Regions from separate parts of the Sus scrofa genome. Here region 2 is linked to region 1. Evidence: chromatin contacts called from public promoter capture Hi-C data. All regions are on one chromosome and are shown on one strand. Each heading gives the region's core, a stretch centred on a gene start, on an enhancer-like site or on the middle of the called end of the contact. The rest is flanking DNA. Distances are from core to core; before and after follow the strand shown.

Region 1 (3,967 bases), core at 587-3,086:
GTAAAGGAAATACATTTAACTAATATACCTGACGCCCTGTTAACAAATGCACAGTGCTTGGCAACTATGCTAAGGACAAAAAAAAAGTTCAGAGTTTTCACATCAAGGGTTTATGAAATGAACAAATACTACATCTATGCACCGACTCTTTCCTGATACCTGTTTCCTCCCTAAAACAAGGTGAAACAAAAGAAATTTCAATGACTGCACTTGCCAGGTTCTGATAAACTCTAAAAAGAATAAAAGGATAAGGGAGAACTTTAAACAATTTCCACATAATTAAATATGCTTCTTTTACGTTAACATGCTTTTTTCCCCTTCATTGTTTCTGCTCCCTTTTAGTAGTATATGCTAATACAGAGAAAGGAGAGCCAAGAAAGAGGTAATATTCAAAAGGCTAAACAATGCAATCTTACCATCTCCCAAATTCAGGGGGAATAAGCCTGGGGACACAATAGCGTGCCTCACCAGACTCTAGACCTGCTCAAGAGGCCCCGACTGGTATCCTTCCCCACTTTACAGTGTGCAAAGAACGAAACGACTGTCTATGCTCTGTGATTGGTGGTTTTTCAATGGCGCTTGGACCAAGACCCCAGGCTTTAAGTTCAACCAAACTCCTCAACAGCTCTTCTTCAAAACTGACCCAAAACATAAAAATGTGCCCAAACCAAGCCTCTGGCAATGTAAGGAGGCTACGTTTCTAAAGTTCGAACATAGTGGTTATTTTTTTTTGCTGTTATTATACCTGGAAGGAAGAAGGAAAAAAAAAAAAGCATATGCCACACTCTACGTTACCGAATCCACGGAAGAATGGGGATTTGGGCGACGGCTTGAGAAGTACCTGACCCAGAACAGAGAACGAAGAGCTGCCTCCAGGCCGCGGGTCCCCTGTCCTCGGCCACACCATTACCTGAAGTGAGCGGGCTGCAGGATCGCTTAGCATCCCTCCAAACCTGAAATCCCCTACCTCAAGAGCAATCAAAAGCAGGGGGAGCAAAGTTTCTTCCAGAAGGCGCACAAAAAAAGGCCACAACTTGGATGAATGAAACTGTGCTAAGGGCACCCGGAGCAGGATTTTCGCTGAAGTCAGAAAAAGAGAAGTCAAAAGATTTCTTTTAACATGAGAGCTGGTTCTACGCGACCGTGGTCCAGACAACTGCACAAACACGCTTTGCAGAAGGTTTTATTGAGCGCGGACAGTTCCGGGGCTGCCGGCGGGCGCTAGAGTGGAGGCGGCGGCGGCGAGGCGGAGGCAGAGGCGGGTGGGCGGCGGAGCTGCGCCGGAGCAGGCGGCGGCGGGGCCGGCGACGAGGCTGCTTCCCGACGGCGGGCGCGGGGCCGGACGCTGGCGCGTGTCCTCCCGCGGACCTTCCACTGGACCCCCGTGGGCTGCCCCGCCCCCAACCCCCGCCCGCCCGCCAGCCAGCCTGCCCGGCGGCCGCGTGCGAGGCACACCCTCCCGCGGCCGCGCTCCCGCGTCGGCACACCCCCGCCTCCCGCGCGCACGCGGCCTCGCCGAGCCGCCGGCCGGCCCCACGCGTCCCCTCGGCGCGGGCGCCCGCCGCCCGCCCGCGGCCCCGACCCCCTCCCGGCCGCGCGGGGAGAGCGGGGGGCGGCGGCCTAGCGGCCACTGGGACACCCGCGCGAGAAGGCGGGCTCTGAGGGGAAGGTCACTTACCCGCTGCATGGCTTTCAGAATCAAAGCCAGCTCGTAGCGGGGCATGCCCGAATGCACAGCGCGCGGCTCCTCACGGAACCGTCTCCCGGGATGAAAGAGGGCGGGAACCGCGGAGACCTGGCGGACCGCTGGACCGGAAGGCTCCCAGGCGGCGAAAGCACGCTCCGGCCGCGCGAGCCCGGGCTTAAAGGCTCTGGCAGCTGCGCAGACGGGCCGCCACGCCCCCTCGCCTAACCACGCCCCCCCGCGCGCCACGCCACGCCCCCTCCTTAAGGCGGCCGCGCCGCGCCCCCTCGACAGCCCCGCTCTCTGCGGTCGGCAGCCAGCGCGGGGACCAGCGCCCTGGCCAGGCAGCCACTGCAGCAGGGCAGCACCGCGGGTCCCCTCTGCGAGCTGCCAGCGGGAGCTGCACACGCCTCCGACCCTGCAGCTGCCGCTGCCGCCGCGCTTGCTACGTATGGTTCTCGAACCAGCTGGAACTTTCCATGCCTTCCGTCTCATCCTGGGCGATGAGCGAGCGAGCGTGCGCCCCCGTGTGCGCGTGCGCTGCGGTGCGGTCTGGTCTGTGCGCGCGCCCTTACCCCGCGACTCTTAAGCGTAAGGGGCCTGCCTTGTCGGTGACCACTGTTCTCTGCACGGGGTCTCTGCCGGACCCCAAGCTCTCGCCACCCACGGCCGCGCATCCGGGTTCCGGAACGTTCCCGCTTCGGTCTGCGCCCCCGCGCAGCGCCCGCGGGGTACACCCGGGGCGTACTGCCCCTCCCGCCTCTGCCCACAGCTCGGTGTTCTAGCGCAGCCGCTAGCGCGGCCTCCTGGGGCCCCTTCCCCAGCGTGGTGGGCGTCAGGCGCAGGCTGTGGGCCACCGGGCTCGGGTCGTATCCCATCCCTCGCCGGCTGCCTGACCTCGGGCAGGCTCTTAGGAAAAGGGGGATGTGAAGGACACCTCCTTCTCGTGATTGCGATGCCTCCGAGTAAGTTGATGCTCGTAAACCGCTGAGAAAGATGCCTGCACACACCAGCATTTGTTGTATGAGCACGGCCTGACCCACGTGTTGTTGTCAAGGGCAGGCTAATACTTGGGCTCGAACCAATATTCTTTAAATGTTTATTGGGCGTTCATTTAGGGAACAGGCTAAATGCTCGGTAAGTCATTTAGTAACCAACCATCTGGGATCGTGCGTGCCCTGGAAGGAGCAGTCTCTGGCCTTCCATCTTACTCCCACCCCCACCCTCCCCAAACACGCACACAGACCTCACCTCTCCCTCCAGCCTTTGGCTCTACTTTCCCTGGCCGGAGGTGTACTAAATGCATTGTTTTCCAGCTCCATTCCTTAAAGATTGATCTCCTTGCAACTGTCGTCCTCGCCCACGCTTGCCCCACAAAAGCGTCTATAGGCGAAGTATCTGTCAACTTTAGTGTTATAAGAAGTAAAACTTACTGAGCACTTATTACGCGTCAGGCAAGACACCACTTTAACGTGTGTCGCGTAAAATTCTCACAACAGCGCTATGAGGCAAGAACTATTATTAACCCCACCTAAGGGATTTAGAAATACAGGCTCGCAGAGGTTATGTAACTAGCCCCAGGTCAGATAGTAACAGACAAAATTTGGGTCCAGACTGTATGGAGGCTGGGCTTATACTCGCAGTCCAGCTTCCGGTTCTCCATTCGCACAAATTAATGTGCTGGTATTATTGGGTAGATTTACCATGTACTCTATGTAAACGAAGAATAGAGTCCCTTTGTACCTTATCCAGACAAATTATTATTTCTCATCCCCCACCTCCCATCCGCCGCCAAGATGAAGACGATTTGAACACAATCTCTTCTGTGATATATGGATTACATTTTCTTTTCCTGGACTTCACCACCACCCATATTTTTGCAAAAAGAAACAATACAGGTATCAATACAAATGACCTGGTGAGTGTAATTTAACTTTAGGTTAAAAAAAATAGAATATTGTAAATAAATAACAGAAGGAAGCAAGGAATTTCTGGGCCTTCAGAAGAGAGTTAGAGGTTTTGCAGGAAGGTCCCTTCTTCGGCTCCTCCCCTCGCCCCCCCCCCATCAACAACATGTCCCCCTTTGAATGAGAAAATAAGAACCGCAAAGGAATATGCCAAGCCAAAGACCAGGGCAATACCATGAATTGACTTCAACTTTTAGCATTTGCCCTTGGAAGTGCCATAGTTCCCCCTAAGGTGTCCAGAGGTGAGAGAATCTGGCTTCTTCCTCTATACCGCCCTCTAACCTGACAAATAGTGTAAGGAAATTGGCGAGACTGC
Region 2 (3,879 bases), core at 128-2,627, 120 kb before region 1:
GTTATTATATGGATTTTTACAGAGGTTAAAAACTAAGACTCAGGGAACTGTGGGAGCTTTTCCAGAATCTTCAGCAGGTCGCTAGCAGAACTAGGGCAGCCAGGGTTTCCTGTCTTCTTAACCTCAGCTCAGCTCACCTATTTCAGGCCCAGGACGGCCCTTTCTTAGCCTTCTGTCCTACGGGGTCCTCCCGAAGCCTCATACTTGTCTTTATTTTCTCCTTTCCCCTCCCACAGGGCTGAGGCCCACGATCCCGCTCCCCGTTCCAATCTCAGGAGAAGCTTTTGTGATGTCTTCTGGCAGAGGCGCTCAGAGGCAAGGTTGCATTCTGATTTTTGGACTGTGTTCACTAGGCTCTTTTACACTGCGAGGAGCAGAAACAGGCCTGGAATCCTTGAAATCATGAGGATTTATTGCAGGGCTTCACGTGGAGTTAAGATAGCGATCTCTTAACACAGCCCAGCTTAGTAGAAACGCTAGAAACGCTATGGCCTGCGCAGCAGCCTCACTCCGGGGACTGGAACTCAGGCTCCCCGCTCCTCCCCCTTCTTTGCCTGGCTAGCTCCTATCCTTCCATCTCGGATCAGGATCCCCTCCTCCGCGCAATGGCAGACGGAGCAAGATGTGCCTCCCTGGAATTTTCTGTGCGTCTCTGGATCAGGGCACGGATCCTATTACCTTAGGTTCCTCTGCAGCTCTGGGTCTCCAGGCTCCCTTATTATATATACACACACCTTTGCCGATTCCTAAACCCTTCGCTCTCTAGGACCCACCAGCCACTTCCAAAGGGGTGCCAGTAGTTCCTGGTGGATGGATCTAGAAAGGTGGTCGATTCATTCATTCTCCGCATACTTATTGGGTTGTAAAGCCCTGACGAGGAACCCGAGGGGCGATTGCAGGCAGGACTTAATGGCTTCGGTGGGCAAGGCGGGGGCTGGGGACGGTGGCTGATATCACACACACCCCCAGCACACTCTTCACCAGAGGGGGAAATGCCACCACAGGGCTCCCCCCAATACACACACACCCTCGCCAGCCTCTCTTTGATTTGCTGACAGCTCCTCTCGCAGAGAGGTGGGGGTAACTTGAGAGAAAACAAAAACAAAAACAAAAACAGCTCCTGCACGGTGACTGGCCTGAAAGTGCCCCGAAACTGGGCGGCTTTGGAGGGGCTCCCGAAGCAGCGGGCCCGGCCCAAGACCCAGGGACGTGGGGACCCAGAGACCCGGGGATGCAGGATGCTGAGCGCGCGCCGCCGCCAGGGGCCGCGGCAGCCGCCCGCCCGGCGCATGGAATTTTCCACCGCCCGGCCGAGCTTGCACAATTGCGTCTCATTGGCCGAGCGGGGGTGTCTGTCCCCGCTTGGGGACGGAGATTAGATTAGCCTGGGAGCCCTCCTCAGTGGGCTTGGCAGGGTTCTGATTAATCAGGTCAGCGGGGCCAGGGAGGGGAGTCGAGGGAGGGTGGGAGGGGGGAGCCGGCGTCTGTTTTCAAACCCAGCTAAGCTCCAGCCTTTGGATGTCACCTTTCTACACAGAAAATGCTCCAGTGAGCCGGGAAAGGGCGAGGGAGATTAGAATTTGCCTCTTCATAGTAAAATTCCCTTAGAAACCACTGGAAAATAAGATTCCCAATGCCCAAGTCCTGCTGCCTCCGCATCCCGAATTCGCCCGCCAACACCCACTCCCCCTTTAGTCTCCGTCTGGCCCTGGCATTTAACCCTTTGAGCAGCCATGCCGCCAAGAGTTTCTCTTTGGACAGTGATTGGCACAGGCTTCTCCATCGAATCGGAACTTCAGAACCGAATCCGTTTCCACGCACTCCCCTCCCCCCCAGGGTCAATCCAAAAATGCAGACAGTTAAAACCAGAAATAGGGAAAAGTGGCTCTTTTCTGACGGTTGGAGAATCAGCACGAACTTCATACCCTGACGTTAAATGTGCAGCGAGCCTTGAGAGACCGTCGCTGTGCTCAGATAGATTGTCTGCATAATGGGATTTATGTGTGAGCAACTCCTGTTGATTTATGATTAAAATACTCCCCTTGTTTTGTTCTCTGCTGAAGTTTCTGGCGTTAGGAAGTTCCTTTCTGAGAGTTACTGTTGAAGCTGCCACAAAGGCCAGCTCGCTCCCTTGGGGGATGTTTGGCGAGTGAATGAATGATGTTCCCCTCAGGTCAGGGTCCTTAGAATGACAGCAGTATTAGCTTCTGGGTCCTAGTGCCGGCTGTGTCACTTACTAGTCATGTGACCTTAGACAACTCAATTTCCTTGAGCCTCAGATTCCTTACTTTTAAAAATGGGGTTATGGGGTTCCCTGGTGGCTCAGCAGGTTGAGGATCTGGCGTCTCGCAGGAGTTCCGTCCCTGGCCCTGGGATCTTCTGCATGGGTATGGCTGAGAAAAAAAAAATGGTGTTAATACGTTTCTCAAAAGTTAGGTGGAGAATTACCTTGTGACCCAGCTACTCCACTCCCAGGTGTACATTGAAAAGAATTGAAAATGGGTACTCCAAACAGATGCTTGTACGGGAATGTTTATTACAGCATTAGTCACAGTAGCCAAAATGTGGAAATAACCCGTGTCCATCAACAGATGATCAGATAAATAAAATATGGGAGCATATCCATACAATGAAATATTACTCTGGCATAAAAAGCAATGATGTTCAGATGCAAACTATTACATTTAGAATGGAGAACAATGAGGTCTTATTGTATAGCACAGGGAACTATATCCAGGCTTTTGGGGTAGTTCATGATAGAAGATAACAGAAAATAAAGGAATGTGTGTGTATACACACACATATTATACACACACACATATATATGTATAACTGGGTTACTTTGCTGTACAGCAGAAAGTGGCACAACATTGTAAATCAACTATAACAAGAAAATAACTTTTTTTAAAAAAGGGATTATGTACACTCAATAACATGGATAAACCTTGAAAACATTTCGCCAAGTGAAAGAAGACAGACACAAAAGGACATGCACTGTATGATTCCACTTCTATGACACATCCAGAAGTGGTCAGACAGGAAGCAGTTGGGGGTGGCCAGGGGCTGGGAGAATGAGTTAGGGACTAACAGCTTAATGAGCATGGGATATTTTGGGGGGAGGGGGTGGGGAGGGGGGGCATGCGCAGAGTGATGAAAATGTTTTGGAACTAAAAAAAGGTGGTGGTTGTGTGGACCAAAAAAAAAAAAAGGTTGCCTGCCATTTCAGTAAACAAAGAATATTCCATGCTATTCTGGTAAACTATTCTTGATGCCAGGCACCAAACCATCAGCCACTGCAGTCACCCCAGGGCATTCAGTTTGAAGAAAAACAGGATACTGGCCCTAGATTGTTAAGATGCATATCAAAGGATTAATTCTGATGAGCCCAGACTGTTGCATCTTCCCATATATAGGAAAGCACTAAAATCATTAACTTGCGATGTCTGGTTTTGGTGATTAGCAGTCATCTTTTGATGCCCCACTACATATGTTTTTTCTTTTTTTTTTTTCCAGTAACAACTGCTAAATATCCCGGCTCCTCCCCCGCCTCTTCAGGACAGTTCCTCTGAGCCATCTGAGAGGCTGTGTCCCGGTCATCAGTAGGATCCTTAAATAAATCAAAACTTGCAACTTTTAGGTTGTACAATTTTTGTTTTCCAGTCGATAGTTGCACAGCCTTGTGAATGTGCTAAATGCCACTGCAGTGTTTTCTTTCAAATGGTTAGTTTTACGTTATAGGAATGTCACCTCAATACAAAAAGATGTCATGAGGCTAACCTACAAATGCCTGTTGTCCATAATTAGGACATCTCTGGAGAGATATTCGAGCAACTTAAACACCTCATTCCTCGCCTCCCTCTACCTTAGGCCCTGGGCCAT

Evidence for each region. Promoter capture Hi-C pulls out the DNA fragments that hold promoters and counts their contacts.
Region 2: a promoter capture Hi-C map of liver shows a contact between it and region 1, with 6 times the contacts expected there. The contact joins the enhancer-like site here to the promoter of SLC5A3 in region 1. A contact is called at or near these places in 2 of 5 promoter capture datasets (fetal liver and liver), 8 of 47 Hi-C or Micro-C datasets (brain, embryonic fibroblasts, fetal heart ventricle and 3 more) and 1 of 2 datasets of contacts at active chromatin or transcription factors (skeletal muscle).

Annotation. Positions count from the first base shown.
Region 1 is chr13:197,686,501-197,690,467 of Sscrofa11.1, reverse strand. SLC5A3 (sodium/myo-inositol cotransporter) reads right to left here and starts at 1,836. Exons shown (of 2, transcript XM_005657149.3): 1 at 1,679-1,836. It overlaps MRPS6 (28S ribosomal protein S6, mitochondrial), which reads right to left and starts at 2,562. Exons shown (of 4, transcript XM_021069846.1): 1 at 2,352-2,562; 2 at 1,679-2,268. The coding sequence starts at 2,562.
Region 2 is chr13:197,810,174-197,814,052 of Sscrofa11.1, reverse strand. No RefSeq gene overlaps it. Among named protein-coding and RNA genes, the nearest start is that of SLC5A3, 120 kb to the right of the region's middle. Within about 2 kb of position 1,377, at least 52 of the 83 cell types and tissues checked have an H3K27ac peak or open chromatin away from gene starts, as enhancers often do. A contact at or near this core is called in brain, fetal liver, liver and 2 more, where this site is marked.